3 separate regions of the Zea mays genome follow, and all the other regions are linked to region 2. A link is a contact called in public Hi-C data. All regions are on one chromosome and are shown on one strand. Each heading gives the region's core, a stretch centred on a gene start, on an enhancer-like site or on the middle of the called end of the contact. The rest is flanking DNA. Distances are from core to core; before and after follow the strand shown. Region 1 holds the start of LOC100283196. Region 2 holds the start of LOC100193461 (putative thaumatin domain family protein). Region 3 holds the start of LOC100272986 (putative glycosyl hydrolase family 10 protein).

Region 1 (4,487 bases), core at 381-2,880, 150 kb before region 2:
GCTTCTGCATATATTAGGGAAGAAAGGATTTGACACATAAGATTTTCCTACAGTAGGTCCTGTGCTCATGGCTGAGCCGCGACCATTATACTTTCTTTAAATGGCCGAAATTGCCACCGCAAAAGGACTGGAAGGGTTTCAAGATTCCTCCAGCCCATCACGGCGGAGGGCGACCGTACTAGACCGAAGACAAATAAAACATATCAATGTTACATGGGCCTGGCAGAAACAAAGTAGCTCGATGGTTTTTTGTTTATCTGCCCAGCCCAGTACTGCTCATGGTTCTTATTTTCTTCTCTCTAACAGAAATAAAAAATAATAATTGCGCAGGCTGTTCAGACTTTGATGTGCGCTTTTCGACATAAACAATTTCAACCGTTGAAGCATAAACAATTTCAAGTGAAGTTGACCAGCCCGGTATAGTCCGCGCTGCAGGAAGAGGAAATACCGAAATACTAAGCTTGATCCTGTGTTGAAATGGACCCCCATGGTCCGTTTGGATTCAGATTTGTCAGTCACGCCATTCTCAATCGATTCCGATCAATATTGAGCCTACCCGAACAATCATTCTTTAAATCGGCCTAAGGGCCTGTTCGTTTCCATAGGATTGCACCCAGAATTATTCCTGTTGATCAAAACTTATACAAATTAAAGAAGCAATCCGGGCCGGAACAGTTCCGGCCTTCTATTCCCTGTCAACCGACTTTCAGGTGTAATGGGGCGTGCGTGTTTGAAGCCAGCCGTTCGACGCCAAACTGAATGAGGCATACTGTAAGTGATAACCCTTCAACTTTGTACTGCCGTGTCAATTCGGCTACTGAAGAAGCTCCAATTCTGAAATTTTACCTTTGCATTAATCATTGTCTCTCCTTGATTGAGTGGACAGCGCACGGTTAGTTGAACACTATACACGCACTGGACTGGATCCAGATCGTCCGTCCGATCGTGCAGAGCAGAGGTCGGTACAAAGTGGGCACGATCTCCACAACCCATCACGCGGTCCTGCCTGCATGCCGAGAACTGTCGAGTGCCACTGCCACTGCCACCTGCTTCGATGGCACGCGCGGCAGCTGGGGGTCCCGGCTCGAACGATCGGGAGCAAGCAACATGGCGTGGTGGTTTTGGTCCGCTTCTGGCCTGGCGATCAAGCTTCCCTCTTCAGTTTGTTACCAAGTTGCAACAGCCAGTTCACGGCTAGATGGCGTTGGAACTGAACAGATGCCAAGTATATAAAATCTCACCGAGTTCAGTCTGAAAATGGCGACCGGTCACTCGCTCTCTGTCTGTCAAGAATTCCGCACATCAACTTTTGAGCAAGGCCAGATCGACAATGGTGGCTGCGCAGTGACGACGAGCAGAGACCACATGCCGCCGCGCGCGCTACGTACGGCGGTGAGTGTGGACAATTAACGGCGAGTACGAGGATAGCTGGAGGATGAGTAGGCTTGAAGGAAACGCTGATCGCACGGCACGCGGCCATATTACCTGGCGATCCATCTACAAAGACGGCGCTCAGTTTAGCTGCCCATGGTCGCCTTTCAATGTAGTTTCACTGAAACATGAGCCGATCGAGCTGCGCCGTCAGACCTCGGGCGCCTATTTATGGGACGCCTCCCTGCGCTTCCATTCCAGCTCTCACCCATCCACGTCTTCTCATTCCTCGACAATGGAGATCCAGGCACGACAGCTACTGGTGTCTGTTTTTGGCATTCTGATAGCGATAGGTTTCGCCAATGCCGCGCTGGGAGAGACAGCACCGCCGGTTGTTGTCGGCTTGGCCAAGTGCTCGGACTGCGCCAGGAGGAACATGAACGCCGAGGCAGCTTTCAGAGGTACTAGGTTGTGTCATGATATAGCATTACTAAAAACAGTCTGGCCGGCTAGTGAATGCATGACTTGTCTGTCGTTTACTTTCCACCAGGTCTTCAGGTGGCCATCAAGTGCAAGAACAGCAAGGGGGCCTACGAGAGCGCAGCCGTGGGACAGGTGAACAAGTCCGGGGCCTTCAGCGTCCCGCTGGCCGCCGACGCCGTCGGCGAGGACGGGGAGCTCAAGTCGGAATGCTTCGCGCAGCTCATCCACAGCGCGTCGAGTGCGCCGTGCCCCGGGCAGGAGCCCTCCAGGATCGTCGCCGCGCCACCCGGCCACACGGCCCACACCAACGGCAACGGGAAGACGTTCCTCGCGCTCGGCGGCAGGGTCTACCAACCGTCGCCCGAGTGCGCCTCGGCGTTCCTCTGCCACCCTTTCTTCCACAGCATGCACCACCATCACGTAGGAGTCCACACGCCTGTGGTTATCCCGCACCTGCCCGTTCACGGCCACTCCGTGCCGCCTGTCACCAAGCCGCCGCCGGTAGACGTTCCTGAGCACAAACCGGCGCCGGTGCCCGTGCCGGACCACAAGCCTCCGTCGACGCCGCCGGTAGACGCTCCTGAGCACAAACCGGCGCCGGTGCCCGAGCCGGAGCACAAGCCTCCGTCGACGCCGGCGAACGCTGCACCGTCGACGCCCACGGAGCCGTCAGCGCCGGTTAATTCGCCGCCGAAGCCAGCCCCCATCTACCACCCACCGGCAAGGCACGACGCTGCCACTGGCCCGTAGCTCTTCAAGAGGCTGCTCCCGTTCTTCAAGAAGTTGCCCTTCTTTCCTCCTTCTGCGATGGAGAGTCAGCACTAGAATGTTTGGACAGTGTTTCTTGGCTTTTGCAGGTTATGCAGTTTCCTCGGAATAATTTGTGACGTTGATTAGTTCAGCATGAACGTTGGGTCAGTTTAAGAGTGTGTGTTCTACTTCCATCTAATGGAGGCAATTTCATGTCAACTGTTTTATCTAGCACGTGTTGGAGCCGATGTAGACGCCAAACATCGGGAGATGAACTGGCGGTACTCTTTGCGGAGACGCGAACGGTCCGTGGTACAGGACCGGACGGTCCGCGACCTGTACGCGGGAGCGCCTCCTCTGCGTACGTCCGGACGGTCCGTGTCTGGGACTCGGACGGTCCGTGATAGCATAGAGGATTGTATTCTTCACAACAGACCTAGAAGCCTCCCAGTAGGGATCCAGTAGGAGAGATCTTAGAGTGTGTCTTAGAGTCGGCACACTACCCAAGACGCCTCTAGTCAACATAGAGTCGAATGTGGGTGAAGATTTGAAGCAGAGAAAAGCTAAACTAAGGCTACTCCTAATGCATAAGGTAAAAACGATAAGTAGAATTGATTGGATCGATTACGAGGGCTCAATCGACCGTGGCCCTTCATCTATATAAAGGGAGGAGGCCTGGACCCGTTAGAGCATCTCCAACAATGCCTCAAATTAGTGTCTCAATTTGAAATATAGGGCTCTACGCAGGAAAAACTGCTCCAACAGTGCCTCATTTCATAAAATTTGGTCAAAAAACTATAGGACACCCTCTAAAGTGACTCAAATATACTACACCATAGTGGGCTGCCCTATAATCTAGATTTGATGGTTTACTGTTGGAGCGGGGTGTTTTGTTGGTGCCCTAAATTCTATAAAATATACTCATCTTTAAATTATAGGGCATTTTTATAGGTCACGTTGTTGGAGATGCTCTTACATGTCGTTCCCGAGTTAATTCTGCAGGTTTTGCTAAAAATCCTGCTAGAAATCGGGAACCATAACGAGGACCGTCCACGTCGCCACCATGGACGGTCTGGACCGCAAACCATTCAGTAGGGCATTTTCAGTGCTCAACACATGTCCACCTTCCTTTTGGTGGAGGTTGATGAACTAAAAGCATATGCAATGCCACACTCCTTCGAGAAACAATAGATCTTACAAGTGATCTTGTTCCTGGAGTAACAACTAATCATGATGCAAGTCACCGGCTTTTCAATCCATTATGGTGATCATTCAATAGAGTTCTATTACATAAAGGCCGTTTTGGATTGCATCTTTCTCGGTCATGACCATTTGATCAATAGGTCAAAAGGTATAGAATGGAGGTGCTCTCATCCTGAATAGGAAAAGGGACTATACATGTAGCATGGGTTCATCACCGTACCATTCTATATTTAAACAGGACAATAATATTACCTACATGTTAATAACTCTATTGTATAATGTAGCAATAGATAACTAGTTTGTTTGATCCGGGTTTATTAGATTAGCTATTCTAATATAATTAATATAATATTCTGATCCTATAATTAGAATCAGACTAAAGTATAATATCTAGTCAAGTAATAATTTAGATTAAATATTGAATTAGTTATTTCTTTAGATTATCTTTCTCACACGGTTCATAAAATCAACACAATACCTAGTTTTGATTACTTCATCACGTAGGTCTTCTGAAAACCATATCTTTTTAATCATAACCAGGATTTTAATAATTCTCAAACCTACGATCTCATAGCAGCGCGTAGAATATTTCTACGCAGTTTGTTCTCATGTTTGGTGTAATATTATTTTTATATACTCCTTGTCTATTTATACATTTGCTACAAGTAGTAGCGAGGTTA
Region 2 (4,111 bases), core at 1,043-3,542:
TTTTTTTTCTGACAGGAGTGTAGACGATGCCGACCAGCACAGCTTCAGAGGGCTGTTTGGTTTGCCCCTGCTAAAATTTAGCCCCTATCACATCGAATGTTTGAACCTCCGTTCGGGGTATTAAATATAGTCGGATTATAAAACTAATTTCTCAGCCGAAGATTAAAAAGTGAGACGAATCTATTACAGTTGGTTGAGTCTATATTTCATACTCATATTTGAAAGTCAAACGCTTAATGTAACCCGAGCTAAACTTTAGTCCACAGAACCAACCACCCCCAGTCGGAGATAGCGGTTAGAAAAAGGTTCTCATCGGACATTGCCCACGATAACACATTAGTACTTGTTAGGTTATTTTATCACGTATGGATTAAGTAAGATTCGGAAAAAATATTTTTTTAATTGTTTGGACTGAAACTCACTCAATCCCACTTAATTCACATGAATTAAAAGTAAAATGAATAACTCTTTAAACCTAGCTTGGATACTCTAGTATTGAGCTCAATTCGTGTGAGATGTATTAAGGTGTATTTTAAACTAATGTAGGTCATGTTTGGTTTCTTTAGTCTAGAGACTAAATTTAGTTAGGAGAATAAAGTTTAGTACCTAACATGTTTAGTCCTATGGACTAAAATTAGTAAAAATATACTAAATGACTCATAAAAACACTAAAATGACCTTTAACATTCTCCTGCTATTAGTACAATTAAACTAAATGAGGGGCAAATGTGGAATTAATATGGTTTAGTCCATTTTAGCCTCCTATTTTAGTACTACCGTTTGACAATTTAGAAACTAAATAAGATTAAAATGAAGGGACTAATCTTTAGTCGATCAAACCAAACATGACCTTAAACCCTAATACATCTCAACCGATATGGAGTGAGGTTAATAAGGGCTTGTTCGGTTATTTTCAATCCATATGGATTGGAGGGGATTGATACGGATTGGAGGGGATTTTGATTTGTTAGGGATTGAAACCCCCTCAATCCCCCTCAATCCATATGGACTGGGGTAGAACCGAACAAGCCCTAATAGAGTACACAAATAAAGCCTTAGTGGTGTGGACTGTCTGTGTGATGTCTCAGCCTCTGGTCTCAAGCTATCCAATTTGCCATCCGGAATAGGCATTCAGCCACCTCAATAATTTGGTGCCATTTCAGGTAAACACTAACCTTTGGAGCTTGTATGACAAGGGAAACCTCCATTTTGGGAAAGAATTTACCTGGTGGTGCTCGGGCAGAATGTGATGGCGTAGCTGATGCCGGTGGCGCACGTGAAGGTGGAGGTAGAGTCGTCGTAGGCGTAGCTGTAGGCGCGCGGGCAAGCGTTCTTGAAGAACTGCGAGTAGGTTGACGGGCGGCACGTGTTGGGGTTTCCGTAGGCGCCACTGCAGCAGTACTGCGGCGACCCGAACGCCTCGCACGCGCTGCGGCACGCCACAGCCCCTCCGGCGCCGGACGCGGACGCCGACGCCGACGCAGCCATTACCCTCAGATCAGCTGGGCACGCGCCGTTGAGATCCACGAGGCAGCCGGTGGCCATGCACTTGCTCGAGCCGCCCGCGGACCCGTTGCTGCTGCTGCTGCTGCCACCACCGCCCGCGCCCTGCGCGGGGACGATGAGCATCGGGACGTTGTAGCCGTCCACAAGGCTGACGTCGAAGAAGTCCAGGCCGCCGGATCCGCCGAGCGTGAACTCCGCCAGCGTGGCGGGCGGGGCGGCGCCGCCGCCGTTGCACTGGACGGCTCCCGAGCCGCAGTCGCCCGTGGCGCAGGAGAACCTGCCGGTGGCGGCGTCCGCGGCGCAGAGCGTGCGCGCCCACACGCGGCCCGACCAGCCCGCGGGCGCGTCCACCGCCGCCGACGCGCCGTGCGCCAGCGCGAACCCCGTCGTGGGCAGCGGCGCCGTGCCGGCGCCCGACAGCAGCCCCGGCCACACCGTGTAGCCGCAGTTGTTGGTCATGGTGAACGTCGCCGCCCGCGCAGCTGCAAGGCAAGCGCGCGCGCCGGCCGCACGGAGGGTCAGCGCGGGGTCACGGAACAGCAGCGCGCACTGCTTGAATGCGAAAGGGCGGGGACAGAGCGGAGCAGAGCAGAGCAGAGATCACGAACTCACCTGGAAGCAGGAGGAGCAGAGCAAGGGAGCAGAGAGCGGCATGAGCAGCTGGGCACCGCGCCATTTCGATCTGGGTAGGTAATGTGGCAGACACACACACACACAGGGCCTTGGCTCACTCTGCCGACTTCCGTTGGTGATGGTCGGCCGCAACGGGAGGGATGAGAGGCGGACGACTGATCTTTGACGTCCGCTTGACTTTATATAGGAGGAGTCCAGGCTCTCAGCGCAGCCCAAGGGACGAGGACGACCGACCCCCCAAGGAGAGGGGAGGGGAGGACCGTCGGTCACTTGGGCCCTGAGGTCAGCCTCCCAGCCAAAGTCGGCACCGAGTCCAGCTCCCCTCGCCGACTTCCTTTTTTGTCCGCGCGTGGGGCTGCTATACGCTACCAATAACCGGTCCCACCACGCCTTGCTCCGGGCTCCGTGCGCGGCGTCGCGGTGATATCAGCTCCCAAAAATATCTCGACGCCCGTGAGCGACCGATCGGAGCTGGCTGGTATTTTGACCTCCTCGTCCGGTAGTCCATTTTATAGAGATGATCGTCGACGACGGGAAATGATGTGTGGAGCGGAGGTGATCGACGCGGGAAGAAACGGGGAAGCTGAGCAGAGCAGGAAAGGAAAAAAAAGGCCCGCGCCGGCCGGAAGCTGTGCCCGTGCGGGTTTCGGTTACGTGGTGTGCTCGTTTCGGTTTCACCTCACCGATCTGGAATTTTGAGATTTTCCATCGTCCACGGGAAATCTTCCCTAGCGGAAAAGGAGCTGGAAAAAATAACAGAGGTGGAGTGGAGTGAGTATTCGTGTTTGGTATAAGGTTTCACGCCTGGAATAATCAAGGACGGCTCGGGCCATTAGATTCGACAACGACAGCGACAGCGACGGCTACCAGCTTCAGTGCCCGACGCTAACATGTTGTTGGCAAGCGAGCGAGCGAGCGAGCACATGCCCAGGAATCATCGCCCGCCCGTTTCATGAGGAGGGAGGAGGGGACTGGGGGAGCACAGCTGCCTAGTGCTACAAGAGCTGAGCAGAACCAACAAGACAAGCAGTTAGTTCGCCTTCCCACATGGGCTGATGGGCGCACGGGATCTCAATCATTCTCAAGCACGAGGCACGTATTGCCGCGGCAGCACAGCGCGACAGAGGCGTCAAACGGTACGGGTTTGCAGGCACGACAAAAATGTGAGTATTTGGGATAGACGGGTTATGGCATTCGCACATCTTTTACTAGTTGTTTCTAAGTTCTTTCCCACGATTTTTGGCCCACAGACCCCACAGGTGTGCGGTATTTTCTCCACCCGAAAACACATGCCCACGTGGCTCCAGCCAAGACTGATAACACATCCGATGCACCCGCGGCCCCGCGCACATGTTTTGTTTTCACCGAACGGGAGAAAGGTTCAGATGATGCTGGTCCTATCGGATTTCAAGAATCCAATAGAAAAAAGGTATTATTGGAACAATTCAACCCAAATAAAACAGATTCAAGCGTTCTAATAACACACAGTTTTTTTGGAATGGATAAACAATATAACATGGGTTGCTGGAGTCTAGTAATAATCATTATCAACACTCAAACATAAGCATCCCTATATAGCCTCCATCGGCCATATGGAACAATTCCCTCCGTCCTAAAATAAACATACATATCATTTTTAGAGCAAGAAAGTTTTTTTTTTTAAAAAATAAAATTAAGCAAATATAATTTAAAACAATATCAGTGTCCATAATGACTAATAAGTGTTATTACATTTGAGAAGAAAATATTTTTATAATAAATTTATTAGATATATAAATATCAAGATTGTTTTCTATTGTCTTAGTTATATTCAAACCTTAAGAAGTATGGCATACATTCTTTATTTATGGACGGAGTGTGCATGTATTGCAGACTTTTAGTTCGGTCCCATCATATAATAACCCCCAGTTTATCCATTTATTGCTCCTCTGTCATCGCCACCGTCATGAATCCTATTGCTCTTGGGCCAATG
Region 3 (4,040 bases), core at 757-3,256, 150 kb after region 2:
GACACGGACGCGCCCACCACGCGGGCGCCCTGCGGGTCGGCCACGTGGATGGTCGCCACGCGCTTCCTCCTCTGCTCGATCGATCGGGTATACATATATAAACAAGAGATGAAGAAGATTAGTACTGTACTGTACTACTTTAGTCGCATCGTCGAACGCGTTCCTCTTCTCCGGCCTCGTTCGTTACCTTCCGGATGGTATCCTGCTGGTGCATCGCCCACTGGTCCGTGGTGAACGGCTGCAGCGACCCGCTCGCCACGGTGATCTTCATGGGCGTCTTGTCAGCATTCTGCAGGGCGCGCGCATGAACAATATATAATGAAAACCTCAATTTGCCAATTCAGCCAGCGCATGCATCCGATGCGTGCTTGCGCGCGTACCTGAAAGAAGATGACCGAGGTCTGCGTCGGCCAGTCCAGGACGAATCCGCCCTTGACGAAGGCCCAGCAGTCGCTCCTGGCAACGACCGTGGCGATGCACCTGGCGCCGGTGTTGTCCGGCGCCAGCCTCGCGGTGATCAGAGCCGAGTACGCGCCTTCCAGCTTCACCCAGCCTGATGCATGCGTGTGACAGGGATCGAGAATTATTGAAGCTCACATGCACGAGCGTAGTAGTACTAGTAGTCGGCCTCACATGTGTATGTACTACATGACTGCAAAAAGGGTAGGAGAGCTCACATGAGAAGGTGTACATGGTGGTCTTGTTGAGGTTGTACACCACGAACGCCGGGGAGAAGACGCCGGTCTCCGTCGTGCGGTATCCGTCCGGGTCTCCGCCGCTGCTGCCGAACTTGAGAATGCCTCCGTTGTACAGCGCCGGCTCCGGCTGGCCCCTGCACTGGACGCCACGCAAATAAACCTGGAGTTAGCGCACGCCGCGCTCTACTCTGTTGTTCATGTTCTGCGCCGCGCATAGTTTATTTTATTCTATCAAAGCTCAAGCGTATGATAGGTGTGGACGTGACAGCGACAGATGACACGCGCGCGACGCGAAGGCTCACTGTTGCTTGCGCTGCGTTAGTTGGTCACTTGGTCGGCCCAGAACCGCATGTTAGCCGCGCGCGTGCAGGGCTTGATAAATTAAAGAGGGACATGATGATCACGATGCTTGCAACCATTCCAGATGGAGCTTAGAATACTATCGAGAAGACGAGAAGTGTAGTAGTATAGTACTTGTCACTTGCTCGCTCCGTGTGATAATGTCTATTGGCTGCTAGCATCTCTGGTAGTGTGGTAGGTACTGTACTGGTGGGGGCGCTGAGGTGTCCCAGCGCACGCATGGGAACAAAACTGGAGTGGCCGGCCGGACGGACCGGAGAGAGTGAGGGAGGATCATGTGCATTGTGGATTTGTGGCCTTGTGGGGAAGAGGAAGCATTTGTTTTGTGGTCCCAACAATGGCGGCTTTGAGCTTCGCCATCTTCCCCGGCTCTCTCTGCTGCCGACCGCATTGGTTATTTAGTGGTCACCCGGGTGAAATGGTGTGTTTGATAAAGATGCAAGAACCATCAGAGATACACGCATATAGTTTGAACGGTTAATAATGAACGAAACGAACTTGCATTTGCTGCTGGGTGTTACTCATGCATGACGTGTGCAGATAAAAGCTTGGCGATTCTGGAAGAAAAAAGAATGCTTCATTCGGTGCATGGAGACTTACGTCGGTGTAGGCGGAGTAATCGTACCAGCCATCTGCATGTCACCAGGAAGCTCAAACGATGGATATGATAACTCGCAGGAAAAAAAACGAAGTACGAGAGAGAGGTAGAAAGGGGGAGTGCGACTGTGCGAGCCACTGACCTGGAGGCACCGCCGCGGCGAGCTCGCTTCCGCAATGCAGCATCCACAGGACGAGAAACCCCAGGCCACGCAGAGCGAAGCGATGCATCTTCATCGCCGCAGCGCAGCTAGCTAGACGAGAGAGCGCTCAGCCGGGCTTCTTCCTCTGTTCAAGTTCCTCACTGCAGTGTCGGCTGTGCGTGCACAAGGGTATGGAGGAGAATCGAGCAGTTAGCAATGAGGATGGAGAGTGCTACACCTACACGCGGGTCGTGATCAGAGCAAGGGGAGCTGTGCATCGCTATATATAGCCGGTGGTCACATGGCAGTTGGCACCACCCGTTTCCGCACTTGATCAGAGAGCGCCGGCCTTCTCGCACTTGGCAAGCTACCACTGGCCCTGGCCGGCGGAGTCACGGGCCGGCCGCTGTGGGTGCTGCCCACCACGTATATTCACGTACACCTGGTCCTCGGGAGTCTGCTGCTGCCGCCGCAAGTAATAACCCGCTGTTCGCTTATGGCTAGTTTGGAGGGACTAAAATCCCCTACTTACTCAATTTTGAATAAATTATGGATTTTAGCTCCTTCAATTCCTTTCGGTATTTGGACTCCTAAATTAGCCAGCGTAGCGGGCTGGTCACTGGTGGCCGTCTTCTGCTGGTGCTCCTGCACCGGGCCTAGCCAACAGTACTAGCGCCTGTTCCCCCGGCCGGTTCACTTCACATGCGAGCGGCAGAGCGGTAGGCAGTAGGCACGGGGTGGTGAAGAAGGTAAGATCATATCAGGGTCCTGTGAGTACCCGTCGCCTTATTCCGTGGTCTCGTGTGGGTCCGCCGCCCCGCGTCACGCCATGGGAACTGTACCGCGGACCTCGAAGTTTCTTCTGTTGTTTTCTCCCTGGCATTGAACCGGCGGGCGCAGATGGGTCGGCGGTGTACGTGGTAAAGCCCAAGGGGTGGTAGTCACGTACGATATCCTGTCACCAATTCACGTGTCGCTGGGGGCGCCGTGTCCCGTAGAGAGCTAGTGTGAATGTAGTGATGCTCGGCATGCCGGCAAGTGCTTGAGGCCGTTGTTCTGCATGGCTTGCTTGAGGCCGTTCACCAACGAGGATAATCACACATTCCGCGAATGAAGCGGTGCAAAAGTCGGTCGATCAGTGGCTGGCGATGTCACGAGTTCCCTTTTCGATCCTCTCGCTTGCCCCGTACTCGTGCGGCTAGTAAATAGTTGTGCATGAACACCCGGTGTTCATATTTTAGTAGTACATAGGTTAGCGGCAGTAGTGTGTAGTAGCTGGGTGCTACACGGCCTACCGCATTGTGAAAACATAACGTAGGTTACGTGCATCGCTTGGTACGTTTTACTAATTTGCCAAAAGCAGCCCACTTGTATAAAACTGAATACAGCATTGTATTGTACTTAATTCGGCTACAACCTACCGCTGCCTTTCGCGTATCGATAAATCTTCTTATTATTATTATCTTCGTCGGCTTTCTTCACCAAACAAACGAAAAGGGGGGGAGAGTTTAAGCCCATCTTTTCCACAGGGGAATCATCGGTCCAAAGGCACCGCACGCCGCAGCGGTTGGAATTATTGTCTGCCTTTCGGAAGTGGGTTTCCAAAGCCGCGCGCTTGCCGGCCAGAAAAAGGGATCCCCTTTGCGAACACGGGCCATGCAATGCATGCGGCCATGCGGTTGCTAGAACATCCGGTGCTTTGCCTTGCCCCCAAAATACACACGGACAGTGGGGGGCACTCGCGGAGTATCTTTATTTTTGTTCCGTAGAGCCGACTAGCCGTGTACACGCGGCTACAGGCTGCACAAAATACGCGGAGTGGGGCGCTCGCACGCGCGCTAATCCTACCACGTTCGTTCACAAAAGTATTCAATTGTAGGCGCCACCACCACAGGGTCTCGGAGGAGAAAGAGCGCATGCGCATCGATGCTAGGGTGAAAATGGACAGATATGGACGGATAGTATCCTGTATCATATCCTAATGTATTTAAAACGGGTTTGAGATCGGATATGCATAGTTAGAAACAGGACGAGTATGGATATATGGATCGGATATTTATCTGAGCGGAAAAGTGACGGATACGAATATTATTTGATCGGATATCAGATACTTGTCGGATAATGCATTAATTGGTTATCATAAAATATTATTGTTCGACTATGAAATTACAAGTAAATTATCAAGACTAATAAACATTTTATAGAATATAATCTCAAATTCCCACGTAAAATGGTAAAGTGA

What was found. A called contact is a pair of places that touch in the nucleus more often than the background predicts.
Region 1: a Hi-C map of tassel shows a contact between it and region 2, with 2.7 times the contacts expected there. The contact joins the promoter of LOC100283196 here to the promoter of LOC100193461 in region 2. A contact is called at or near these places in 6 of 25 Hi-C or Micro-C datasets (bundle sheath, ear, leaf and 2 more).
Region 3: a Hi-C map of bundle sheath shows a contact between it and region 2, with 2.2 times the contacts expected there. The contact joins the promoter of LOC100272986 here to the promoter of LOC100193461 in region 2. A contact is called at or near these places in 6 of 25 Hi-C or Micro-C datasets (bundle sheath, ear, endosperm and 3 more).

What each region holds. Positions count from the first base shown.
Region 1 is chr1:33,404,443-33,408,929 of Zm-B73-REFERENCE-NAM-5.0, reverse strand. It overlaps LOC100283196, which reads left to right and starts at 1,630. Exons shown (of 2, transcript NM_001156098.2): 1 at 1,630-1,832; 2 at 1,922-2,830. The coding sequence starts at 1,667. The coding sequence ends at 2,604.
Region 2 is chr1:33,256,747-33,260,857 of Zm-B73-REFERENCE-NAM-5.0, reverse strand. It overlaps LOC100193461 (putative thaumatin domain family protein), which reads right to left and starts at 2,292. Exons shown (of 3, transcript NM_001399093.1): 1 at 2,119-2,292; 2 at 1,226-1,988. The coding sequence starts at 2,182.
Region 3 is chr1:33,110,919-33,114,958 of Zm-B73-REFERENCE-NAM-5.0, reverse strand. LOC100272986 (putative glycosyl hydrolase family 10 protein) reads right to left here and starts at 2,006. Exons shown (of 6, transcript NM_001147437.1): 1 at 1,799-2,006; 2 at 1,659-1,690; 3 at 678-837; 4 at 381-553; 5 at 188-289; 6 at 1-71. The coding sequence starts at 1,892.